2 separate regions of the Mus musculus genome follow, and region 2 is linked to region 1. Evidence: chromatin contacts called from public Hi-C data. All regions are on one chromosome and are shown on one strand. Each heading gives the region's core, a stretch centred on a gene start, on an enhancer-like site or on the middle of the called end of the contact. The rest is flanking DNA. Distances are from core to core; before and after follow the strand shown.

The links. A called contact is a pair of places that touch in the nucleus more often than the background predicts.
Region 2: a contact with region 1 is called in a Hi-C map of liver, with 5 times the contacts expected there. The contact joins the promoter of Olfm1 here to the enhancer-like site in region 1. A contact is called at or near these places in 20 of 39 promoter capture datasets (the 3T3-L1 cell line, 3T3-L1-derived adipocytes, the C10 cell line and 12 more), 30 of 484 Hi-C or Micro-C datasets (the HPC-7 cell line, the N1E-115 cell line, cerebellar granule neurons and 14 more), 7 of 115 datasets of contacts at active chromatin or transcription factors (SST interneurons, VIP interneurons, astrocytes and 3 more) and 2 of 9 other capture datasets (embryonic stem cells and liver).

The regions. Positions count from the first base shown.
Region 1 is chr2:27,551,105-27,556,713 of GRCm38.p6, reverse strand. No RefSeq gene overlaps it. Among named protein-coding and RNA genes, the nearest start is that of Gm13421, 13 kb to the right of the region's middle. Within about 2 kb of position 2,148, at least 32 of the 459 cell types and tissues checked have an H3K27ac peak or open chromatin away from gene starts, as enhancers often do. A contact at or near this core is called in 3T3-L1-derived adipocytes, liver and trophoblast stem cells, where this site is marked.
Region 2 is chr2:28,202,265-28,207,873 of GRCm38.p6, reverse strand. Olfm1 (olfactomedin 1) reads right to left here and starts at 2,185. Exons shown (of 6, transcript NM_019498.2): 1 at 1,775-2,185. The coding sequence starts at 1,924.

The DNA.
Region 1 (5,609 bases), core at 899-3,398:
AGTTCATGGGCAGCACCTGTGTAAGCCTGACCAGGTCTCCATGTTATCTTGGTTCCCAGCTGCTATCACCCTGCTCCAGCTGTGGTCCTGATGGTCCTTGGATCCTACATTTGCCAAAAGACCCCTGCAGTGCCTAGTGGAGGCCCAGTGGACAGGGAAATAGCTAGCCAAGGGATGGCTGAAAGATCAGCCCAGAAGGCATCCTGAAAGGGTACAACTGCATGGATAGAGACCCTAAGGTGGGAAAAGTTAAACATTCTAGCAGGGAAGGAAGGGTGGAGCCCAGGATGGCTATGCAGGGCTGGTGGCCTACCAGGCTATGTACCTCAAAGCTCCACTTGGGTCAATGGGCAGCTTGCTTGTGAAACATGGAATGAGCCTAGGTTACTTGGCCCAGGAGCCCCTAGAGTTATATATAGTCACAGCTGTACTCTTCAAGACTTCCCCCAGACTGGAAAAGGCAGCCCCCAGCAAGTATCTCCTGCCTTTCCCAAACAGGGTCTGGTCACAGAAAACTAGCACTGGGTCCTGACTTGTGGGAAGAAGCCACTCCACCTGCAAGGCCAGACCTATAGGAAGGGATGTAGAATTGTAGCCACATCACTGACTGCACCCCTTAACAGAGGACACATATGTGAAAATGGAGGTACAGAGAGTAGTGGACTGAATGTTGCCCCCTTCAAAGACATATTCCTTGAAACTTACGACTGCCCTTGTTTGGGAAAAGATACTCTGCAAATGTAAATGGGGACAGGATCATCAAAAGAGATCAGTGGATCGAAGGCCTGAAATCCAATGACAAGTGCCACTATAGGAGACACACAAGACACAGGGGAGCAAGAGGAGGCCTTGAGAGAAGGAAAAGGAAATTTATTGACACATTCTCAACCCCAGGACTATCTGGGAGACAGGAGGAACCATCTCACTAGGAGCCTTGGGAAGAGTCAGCAGCCCCACCCCCACCCCGACATTCCATGCCCCCCCATGCCTTGATATCGAACTCTGACCTCCAGAACAGGGAAATTTGTTTTGAGCCATCCAGTTTCAGTTCGTGGAATTTCAGTGATGCAGTATCAGGCTGCTCAGAAACCTTTATCTGCTCCAAGTAAAACAGGGGCCCAGCCTGGATGTGGTGTTCTGAACATGAGCCTGGGCCCTGAGCTGCAGATTTCGCTGTCTGGAGCTTGGGGCCCAGGGAAGCTTAGGTGGGCAGAACCAGGTCCATTTTGCCTTCACTTCAGGTTTCTGAGCACCCAAGTGTCCAGCTGTGGCCGGTGACAGCAGGTATCCTAGAACCCCACGCACATACAGTCAGTCTGGCTGACTCTTCCCCTGTGGCTCAGTGAGTGTGGTACTGGCAGAGGGCAGACAAAAAAGGCAGACCCCAGTTCAACAGAAAGAGCAAAGGCTACCAGGGACCATAGGACAAGGTCAGTGTCACCGAGTCAGGATTGGGGTACTCAGGAGGATCCCTCTTGGGGAGCTTCAACCGAGCACAGCATGTGCCTCTAGATCAGTGGTTCTCAACCTGCGGGGTGTGACCCCTCTGAGGGTCACCTAAGACCACCAGGAAACAGATATGTACATAATGATTCAGAACAGTAGCAAAATTACAGTTATGAAGTAGCGATGAAAATAATTTTATAGTTGGGGTCACCACAACAGAAGGAACTGCTGTAAAGGGCCACGACAGTAAAAGGTTGAGAACACTGCTCTAGGCGGATGATAGAAATTTGGTCCCTGCCCTGAATCTCAGCCTTCCACTTCTCCAGCACAGCTAGACCTCCAGAATGAGAAGAAAGTTGTCTCCTTGTCCATCCCCAGCCAATAGCCTCCGATTCCACAGAAACAACTGATGAAAGAGAAACAGAGCGAGTGCCCTCATCCAGGCTGCCTCGGGGTTCTGCAACAGCACAGGACACCAGGGGAGCCCAAGAAGGCTCTGGAACAACCTGAAAAGCAGATGACTTACTCTGAGTCATGCCTAGTCTCAAGGGCCTGGGGCTCTGTCCCTCCCTCCTTCAGGCCCTTAGGACTCTCCCAGGGAGCTGGTAGTAGGTTATTTATATATTGGAGGAAGAGCAGCCCCAGCTTGGACCATGCAGAACTTCCGGTCCTTCAGCCAAGGGGCCAGAGCAGGATGGAAGCACTCTAGAGGCGGCTGGGTCAGGCACGAAAGGTCTCTGGACCGACGCCGACCCTGGGAATACTGTGTCCCCTCATGTGCCTGCACGTCCGGGGGTCAGTGGTTGTTTTATTAATAGAGGGCCCCAAGGAGAAGGCTCACCCCGCTGGATGGTCATTCACCTCCCTATAGAAACAGAAGAGCATCCAGGGAAGGCTAAACTAGAAGCACAAGGGCATCCCCCAGAGGGACACAGCCTTAGTCACTCATAGGGGCATCTCCCAGAGAGAGCTTGGCCTCAGTCATCCTCTGCCATGAGAAATAAAAAGCTAATTTGCCAGATCTCTGGCTCCAGCAGGCAGCAGCTACTTTAAAATTGACACCAGTCTCATTGAGACACAGGAAAAGCAACACACAGTCTGAGCAGTAGCCTATCTGCAAGACACTGGAATAGTCAGAGGTGTCCACCTGAGCCAGTCATACACACCAAAAATTTCAGCCCAGCCCTGTGAGTCTTCAAAGCCACTGACTGGTTGGTTGTATCTTTCCAGGGCCATTCACAAAAACAAAACAAAACAAAACAAAACAAAACAAAACAAAACAAAACAAAACAAAACATGGTGCTGGAGAGATGGCTCAGTGGTTGAGTCCTGACTGTTCTTCCAAAGGTCCTGAGTTCAAATCCCAGCAACCACATGGTGGCTCACAGCCATCTGTAACAAGATCTGACACAAGATCTGACTCCCTCTTCTGGAGTGTCTGAAGACAGCTACAGTGTACTTACATATAATAAATCTATAAATCTTTTTAAAAAAAGATGATCAGGTTTACAAAAATACAAACTATGTCCTCAGAGAATCTGGTGAGTGAATTGGGCTTCATGGCTCACATTTCCTGGGTAGTATGAAAAAAATCCCCAGGGCATTTCCTAGTTGCTATATAACAAAGACCTGACAAGACCAACTTCAAGAAGGGATGGTGCTGGTGGGGCTCACAGTCATCAGAGCTAGGAGGGAAGGTCACATGGCATCCGTGCCGAGGATGCAGACAGAGCTCAGCCCACTTTCTCCTTATTTAGGCTAGCACCCCAGCCCGTGAGACGGTACTGACCAGTTTCAAGGTGGCTCCTCCTACCTGGACAAACACAATCTAGAAAACTCCTCGAGGACATGCCTAGACATTTGTCTCATAAGTGACACTGGATCCTATCAACTTGACAGTCAACATTAATCATCGCATGTGGAATTGCATGTATGCACAATACATATGCAATGGGAGGTGACTGGTCCACCACAGCACTTACTAGAGACCCAAAACATAACTATGTACCAAGCCACAAGCCCAGGGCATTCCCTAGCACCCCAGAGTCCTCTGGAGCTGTAGACCCCAGTTCAGTTTGTGCATGTCAGTCAAGGTACTAGAACAGGATCAAAACACTCCAAAACTGGCCGGCGACACCTCCCCACCATCCTGTGTGTGTGCATTCCAAGTTTTAGTTTCTCCATCTGGAATCAGGACAGGCATAGCTGGGTCTCCCAAGCTTGCTCCAAAGCCAAGTCTGAGGCCCACATTATGTATTTCTCTGATCAATTCCTTTGGAAAAAACAAACAAACAAACAAACTGAAGCCCAGTCTGGATGGGCAAATTGTCCAAGCCAAAGAGAAGTGGGAATGCAGCCCTGCCCAAGGCTTGGAGGTGGGGGAGCAAAAGTTCCTTTCCTCGGGACCCAAGACCAGTTTGGCTTTTCCAGAGCCTCCGCACCCTGAGTGGTGCAAGTCTGCCTCCACGTGGAGACTGATGGAATTTCCTCCAGATGAGCAGAAATTACATCTGAGACCTAGGAAAGTCAGCTCCCAAAAGCATGGGGGTAAGTGCTAGAAGAGGCTGAAACAGCTTTCTCGCCTGAATGATGCCTACCCCATCTAAACCTTGCATCCAACGCATCATTAGACATGAGGCATAACTGCAGAGAAATCAGACTGGATAGGTTGGATTTGTTGGTTAGCAATGCTAAGCAGATTCTAGACTCTGTTTTCTAGAGTTGCTAGAGAAGCTCAGCTTAGCTGGTTGGCTAAGCATGGGCCATAAGGTGACCGCCACAAAGTCAAAGCCTAGAACTGTTTGGGGGTCATAGAGGAAAGTGTCACTCCTCAGAGAGACTGGAATGTTCCACTAGATTATTCCAGCATGTCTGTTCATCTCTGTGGGGTGGTCCAGAGAAGACTGCTCTCAGCATGACTGTGAAAAGTTATTTTTCTAGGGGATTCCCAGCATCATGAGGAACACTGGTCTCTCCCTAGATGGCAAGAATTACAATATGGGCCAGAGAGATGGCTCAGCGGTTATGAGCACTGACTGCTCTTCTGAAGGTCTTGAGTTCAAACCCCAGCAACCACATGGTGGCTCACAACCATCCCTAATGAGATCTGACGCCCTTTTCTGGTGTGTCTGAAGACAGCTACAGTGTACTTACATAATAAATAAATCTTTTTTAAAAAATTACAATGTGAACCACAGCCATACTGGGCCCCATAGCTGCAATGAGGGTAACTGGATGGTCACACGGTCAATAACATAACATGGGACTGAGCGGCAGAAGAATCTCCGAGTTCCAGATGAGCCGGGTCCAGGATAGCTAGATACAAAGAAACCCTGTCTCAGAAAACAAAAACAAACAAACATGGGTTTGGAGACCATAAGGACAGCAGAATCAAAGAGTAAAATAAGCTGACTCTGGGAAATTTAGGGTGCTGAGTAGCTGACAGAGGTGTCCTCAGAGGGGACACAGACTGGTACTCTACATTGTTACTGATTTTATGAGTGAAGCTTTGAACTTAAGTGAGCAGAGTCTAACTTGAACTGGCAAAGCAGTCTTGTAGCTTCTCAACTGATTGACCCAATCTATAAACCCACAGGTCTTGCTTACACTGATGTCTTAAATCACTTTCACACTTTTTCCTTTTTTGAAACAGGGTTTCTCTGTGTAGCCCTGGTTGTCCTGGGACTTACTCTGTAAATCAGGCTGGTCTTGAACTCAGAGATCTGCTTGCCTCTGTCTCCCAAGGGCTAGGATCAAAGGTATGCGCCACCACCACTCACACCTTTTAAAATGCTATTTACTGGCTGGAGAGAATGCTCAGAGGCTAAGAGCACTGGTTGCTCTTCCAGAGGTCCTGAGTTCAAATCCCAGCAACCACATGGTGGCTCACAACCATCTGTATGGAATCCGATTCCCTCTTCTGGTGTGCATGAAAACAAAATACTCATATACATAAAACAAATTTTAAAATATTTAATATATATACATATATATGTATATATGTATGTGTGTGTATATATATGTGTATATGTGTGTATATATATATATATGTATATATATATATATATATATATATGTATATATATATATATATTTACAGCAAGCAGTTGAGACACACCACACACCTTTGATCCCAGCACTAGTGGGGCAGAAGCAGGTAGATC
Region 2 (5,609 bases), core at 936-3,435, 650 kb before region 1:
TGGGTGAGGGGGCCATATAAGAAACCAGTAGCTAATGGCTTAGGGAATCAGATACCCTCTTCTTCCAGCAAGATGCTGACGAGCCTTGAGCTCCTGTTCCCTAACACTTGGAGACAAGCACAATTGTTATGAGTCCTGAGTCGGCACCTAAGAACTGAGAGCAGCAACCCTAGAGCTGTGTTGTCTCCCGAACAAAAGCAGCCTGGCTCAGATGTTGATTTCCAACTCCATGAAGCTCCCCCACGCACTAGCCATTTGGTGGATGTCAACAAATATATTGTGTAAGGGTCACCCTTAACCTCAATCCTGAGGGTTTGCCCAAAGACCACCAAGGACCCAGAACTGAGTGGCTGGATTCACCTTGCAGGCCTTCTATACCACCCATGACCCTGACCTTCAGATACACAGCAGGGGCAGAAGCCACCAAGGCTCCTGCATACACACCACCATGACCCCTGCCCTCCAGCCACTGCAGCCTACCCAGTCTCCAAGCCCTTCCCTGGCATCCTGCACTTCCCTGCTATTTTTAGATAAGGATGGGAAGAAGGCAGAGAAGCAGGTAGTGCTATACTTCATTTCATTCATCCAGCTTAGGACACAAGCATCCAAAATCCTTATCAGGGAAACTCATGGTGATATTTTTGTTTGGCTTTTTTTTTTTTTTTTTTTTTTTTGAGACAGAGTCTCATTACGCAGCTCTGAATGTCAGGGAACTCACTCTGTAGACCAGGCTGGCCTCAAACTCACAGAGACCCACCTGCCTCTGGGATTTAAGGAGTGGGACACCACTCCCAGTACCAGGGCACTAGGAAAACTCTTTTTAAAACAACAGGAGAGGCAGACCCTACAAGAGTGATAGATGGTGGTGGTGGTGGTGGTGGGTCACACCACCCAGCTCTTGGGATCAAACTGGAGGAGAATGGTCCCTCACCTGTCCTTTCCACTGAGAAGGTTATGCCAGGGTCCCTTTCCAGTGGCCCCTGACTTAAGGGTGGTCTCTGCTCAGCCTGCTCCATCTATCATGGAAGTCAGCCTTATCCAGACCCTCCACCCAACCCCCAGCCATAGCTCCCCATCCGCAGGCTGCCGATGACATGGAGATTCGATTTCCGTGTCAGAGGCCAGTAGAGAGGGGTGGGTGAAGACAGATCGGCAGCTGGGTCCCGCCCAGCTCCTCTCAACCTCCTCCAGAGTGCACGCTGAGATCTTCCAACCGAGATGAGACCGGAAGGGTCCCTTGGGATTTGGGGGGCTCAGGTGAGATCACAAGCTCTGGTCTTTTGCCTTGGGCCCCACTCTGCACTGGTCCAGTCCGTCTTTTACAAAGTAGGGCGAGCTGAGTCCTGGCTGGACCTAGCCCACAAAGGGTTTTAAGCAGCACCTCCACCCCTTACTTGCTGAGTGACCTTGGCTAAGTCCCCAAGTCCCTAGCTTCAGTTTCCTAAGCTTTGCAAAGAAAGATTTTCTAATATTAGTGAACGAGGACTCTGGACTTTGAACCCCTCCCACCATCACCAAAGCAGGTGTCCTCAAGCCCCTCCGGGGGACTGGGAGCAAAAAGCATCGCCCCGAAACGCCAGAGTGCGAGTGGCGGCCGCAGCTGAAGGCACTGCTTGGCTGCAGGGCAGAGGGTGGGCTCGTGACCCCGGCCCTTGTAACCCTCCCTCCCAGGGTGACCCCATCCTGTGCCGCACCGCCGGGCCAGCCCGGGGCTCGACCCGAGAGGAGGCAGGAGGGAGGAGGGGCCGCGAGGGCTCAAGGCGGGCGCACTTACGCCGGTGCTGCGGTCCAGCGTCCCGCCGCTGGCGGCCGAAAGCCGGGTGGTATTGAGGCCCACCAGCGAGGGCAGCGTCTGGGACATCCAGTTGGTGATCATGGCCATGGTGCTTAGCACGACCCCGATCTTCAGCAGCGGCACCGACATCGCGCCTCGAGTGGCCTCCTGCGCCCGCGCCGCGCCGGCGCCGGCTCCCGCGCCCCGGGCAGCCTCAGGCGGCGGGCACCACGGCGGGCAGGGGCGCCCGGCCGCGTCCCCGCGCCCCCTCTGCCCGCCGCCGCCCGCCGGTCTCTGCCTCCCTGTGCGCACTGGCCATCGCCGCGCCGCCCCGGCGCCGGGAGGTGACCAGGCGGCCCTGCCCGGCGCGCGCTGCCTGCCCGCGCTGCCCGCCGCTGCAGCGTCCCCGCGCGCTCCGCTCTCGAGAAGGGCCACCGGGTTCTGAGCGCGGCGCGGGCTGTGCGCGGGGGCCGCGGCCGGGGGGCGGGGACAAGGCCGGGCGGCGGCCGACGCAATCTGCCCAGGAAATGGGTGGATTTTTCCTCCGAGCTCCGGCTCCGCGACGCCCCCTGGCTGCAGGCAGCGAGGTCTGCAAACCGGTCGGCCGAAGAGTTAGGGTCACCCAGGAGGACGGATAAAACGCCGCCACAAATCGTAAAAAAAAAATATAAAACCTCAAGAATCTCGCATGGCACCCATCCACAGAACACCCCCTCGCCCAGCTCTCTCGGTCACCCTCACGGTTTTGTCTCGCCCAGGCCCGGCCTGCTTGTGGTCAAGGGTCTCCTCCCCTGCTGCTGGGCTTGCCTTCCCTGGTGGACTAAGTCCAGTCAGTTTGGGGTGTCTCCTGAGCCCCAGCAGGAAAGAGTAGCTTGGGTGGAGTCTCCAGTGTCAGCGCAGGAGTAAAGAGGTAGCTACAAAGTGAGAGACACTGCTGGGAACCTTGGACAACTACCTCAGAAGGAGGGGACAGTTGGAAGTCCTAGCGGGGGAACACCCTGGGCTTGTGGGAGCAGGTTTAAACAGAGAGGGACTGGAGGGGGGCGGTATGCCTGCTGTGCACAGTAGAGGATGAAGGAGAGAGAGTGTGCCAACCTACCGTCAGGAGCTGCTGGAAGCATAGGGCTCAGGAGGAACTAGAGGGGCCACACCCATGATTGTGGGGTATGGTACATGCACGGGGGGCGGGGAGGGGCGGGGTTAGAGTATCTGGCGTCTATGCTGTAGGCTTAGATGGACAGGGGTCCCTCGCAGGGACCCAGATCAGGGCCAGGCAAGCTTCAGCAGTATCTGTGCCAAGACTTGTAAGTCTCAGCAAAACAGAACAGCCGGCAAACACAACTTCATAGTGCTTTTGACTTTGAAGCAAGCCCTCTAAGCTGAGGAAAGCCAGTTTCTGCAGGCATTCCTCCAAGTTGTTCCAGTCCCGGGCAGGGAAAGCCAGCCTATTCGCAGCCCCCTACCCCTGCGCTCTTTCCCACCTGGTCAATTATAGACCAGGAAGAGATGTCAGAACAAAGGCAGGCCTCCTGGGGTCTGCCAAGAGGGATATGACATCTTCCGGGGGCTTGTCTCTCTGTGTTCAGTCCTCATTTGCAGAGAAAACGTCAACAGCCAAGATGACCCTGGCCCGAGTGCTGGGCGTGAGCCCTGCTGGCTCAAGAAGTCAATTGGAGTTGTTTCTCTGGTTAATGCATGGCATTCATTGGTGCCTCCAGTTTGGGTCAGATGCCAGCGAATTACAACTGTTAGGGAAGGGCGCCATCTCTCCGTGAAATCTGGTACTGCAGTCCAGTCACACCCAGTGGTCCTGCTGGATGCAGCAGCCGGAGATGCAAGGCTCTCTGCCCTACATCCTCTGCCAGGCATTTTCTGAACAGAATCAGGGCCGTGGCTGTGTCTACTCACTTGCTTCCTACTACACAAAGGTAAGGAGCGCTTAATGTTTATCAACAATTTCAAATCCAGCCCAGTACAGTCCTCAAAGTTCTCAAGGCGTCTCAGGAGTCATACCTTTTATTGAATTCCTACTTAGTGCAAGATACACAGTGCAACATGCTCTAAGCTCTGTGTCAGATGCAGCATAGAGACCATAACTGTCTTTGTTAGGCACACTCCATGGCCAAGCACCATTAAACCTTTCCTGCTCTCTAATGGGCAGAAGTCCCTCCCAGAGGTCAAGTGACCTTGGGGTCAAGGGGAGCTCTGCTATGAACTTGTATGAGACAGTGACCTAGCTAATGAGCTTTATTGAGACTCAGCTCTCTCATTTTTAAAATGGGCTTGACGATAGTAGCTTTCTCCTGTGATGTGTTAAGAGCGTAGGAATAAGACTGGCCTGCTCTGGTGACAGTCATTGTCACCTTTTCAAATGATAAATATGGGTTCAGCCAGCAACCTGTGCAAGGCAGGCTGCGGAGCTGGGCTTTGATATAAGGTGTGATGACCCTGAGCCCTCTGACACACCTCTGGAGCTGCTGTCAGTCAAATATCACAAGCAATGCAAGTATTTCCTCATAAGGAGAGAGGTGGGGATTTATAACCATATAGATATAGCCATATATCCATATAACTATAGTGGTTTCAAAGAGTTCCTGACTCTGTGTTAGGTGAGTGATTTCCACAGGATCCACAATTGCTGCCCTGAATTGGAGGAGTTTAACTTAGCTGGGCTTTTGAAAGGAAATGGAATTCAGAGTTTGAAACAGTGAAGCTTTGGTCTGGTCAAGTAGTCCCAGGAACAAGTAGGTAGCCTTTCGTACCACTGGCCAGGAACTGTCTCCCACCCTCACCTCAACAGGTCACTGTGGAATGACAAAGATTTGACCTCCAGCTCATACTTCTTCTAAGCCTATGTAGGGAGCCAGAGGTTCAAGGCTTCCCTAAGAAATGGATTAGAAGCACTCAACGTAGTTGATCAACTCACATAGAATGCCTCAGAGTGGAACTGGCTGTTGAGAACCAAGCTGACATCGAAGGGCAATCAGTAGGCCAGGTGGAAGGAAATTCTAACCCTACCCACACTGATGCTTGTCGAAACTGGTCACCTCAGAATGTGTCTAAATTGACAGAGAACTGAAGAAACACACATCTGATCATTTCCTAATGCGATTGGAACAGAGGTGTACAGTGAATACAGAATTGCCCTTTCAGCTCTAGCTCAAGTTTTTCCACCCCACCCCCACCCCCGAAGCCTGTACACCTGCAGCCACACCTGAGCCTCTAACTTGAATCCAGGTCTCTCGACTTGCACCTGCATTTGTGTCTTTCCACATGTACCTGAACCTCTCCACTTGCATCCATACCTGAGCCCCTCTCATGTAAATTGAGCCTCTTGACTTATACCTGAGTCCTCCTGCTCCACCTGCTCCTGTGTGTCTCCACCTTTATCAACACCTGAGTCTCCCTTACCTGAATTTGAACCTCTCCACCTGCATCTGAGCCTCTCCATCTGCATCTGAGCCTCTCCACCTGCACCTGAGCCTCTCCACCTGCACCTGAGCCTCTCCACCTGCACCTGAGCCTCTCCATCTGCACCTGAGCCTCTCCACCTGCACCTGAGCCTCTCCACCTGCACCTGAGCCTCTCCACCTGCACCTGAGCCTCTCCACCTGCACCTGAGCCTCTCCACCTGCACCTGAGCCTCTCCACCTGCACCTGAACCTCTTCACCTGTATTCCAATCTCTCCAACTGTACCCTAGCCTCTCTCACCTGTACCAAGTTGCTCTGACTTCACCTGGGCTGAGAGGCTCAAGCTAATTTCTGCCTACTCTTCCAGGCCCAAAGCAAAGTCCTACTCAGTCTTTTTACAGATTTGGCAGGAGGGTCTACTGT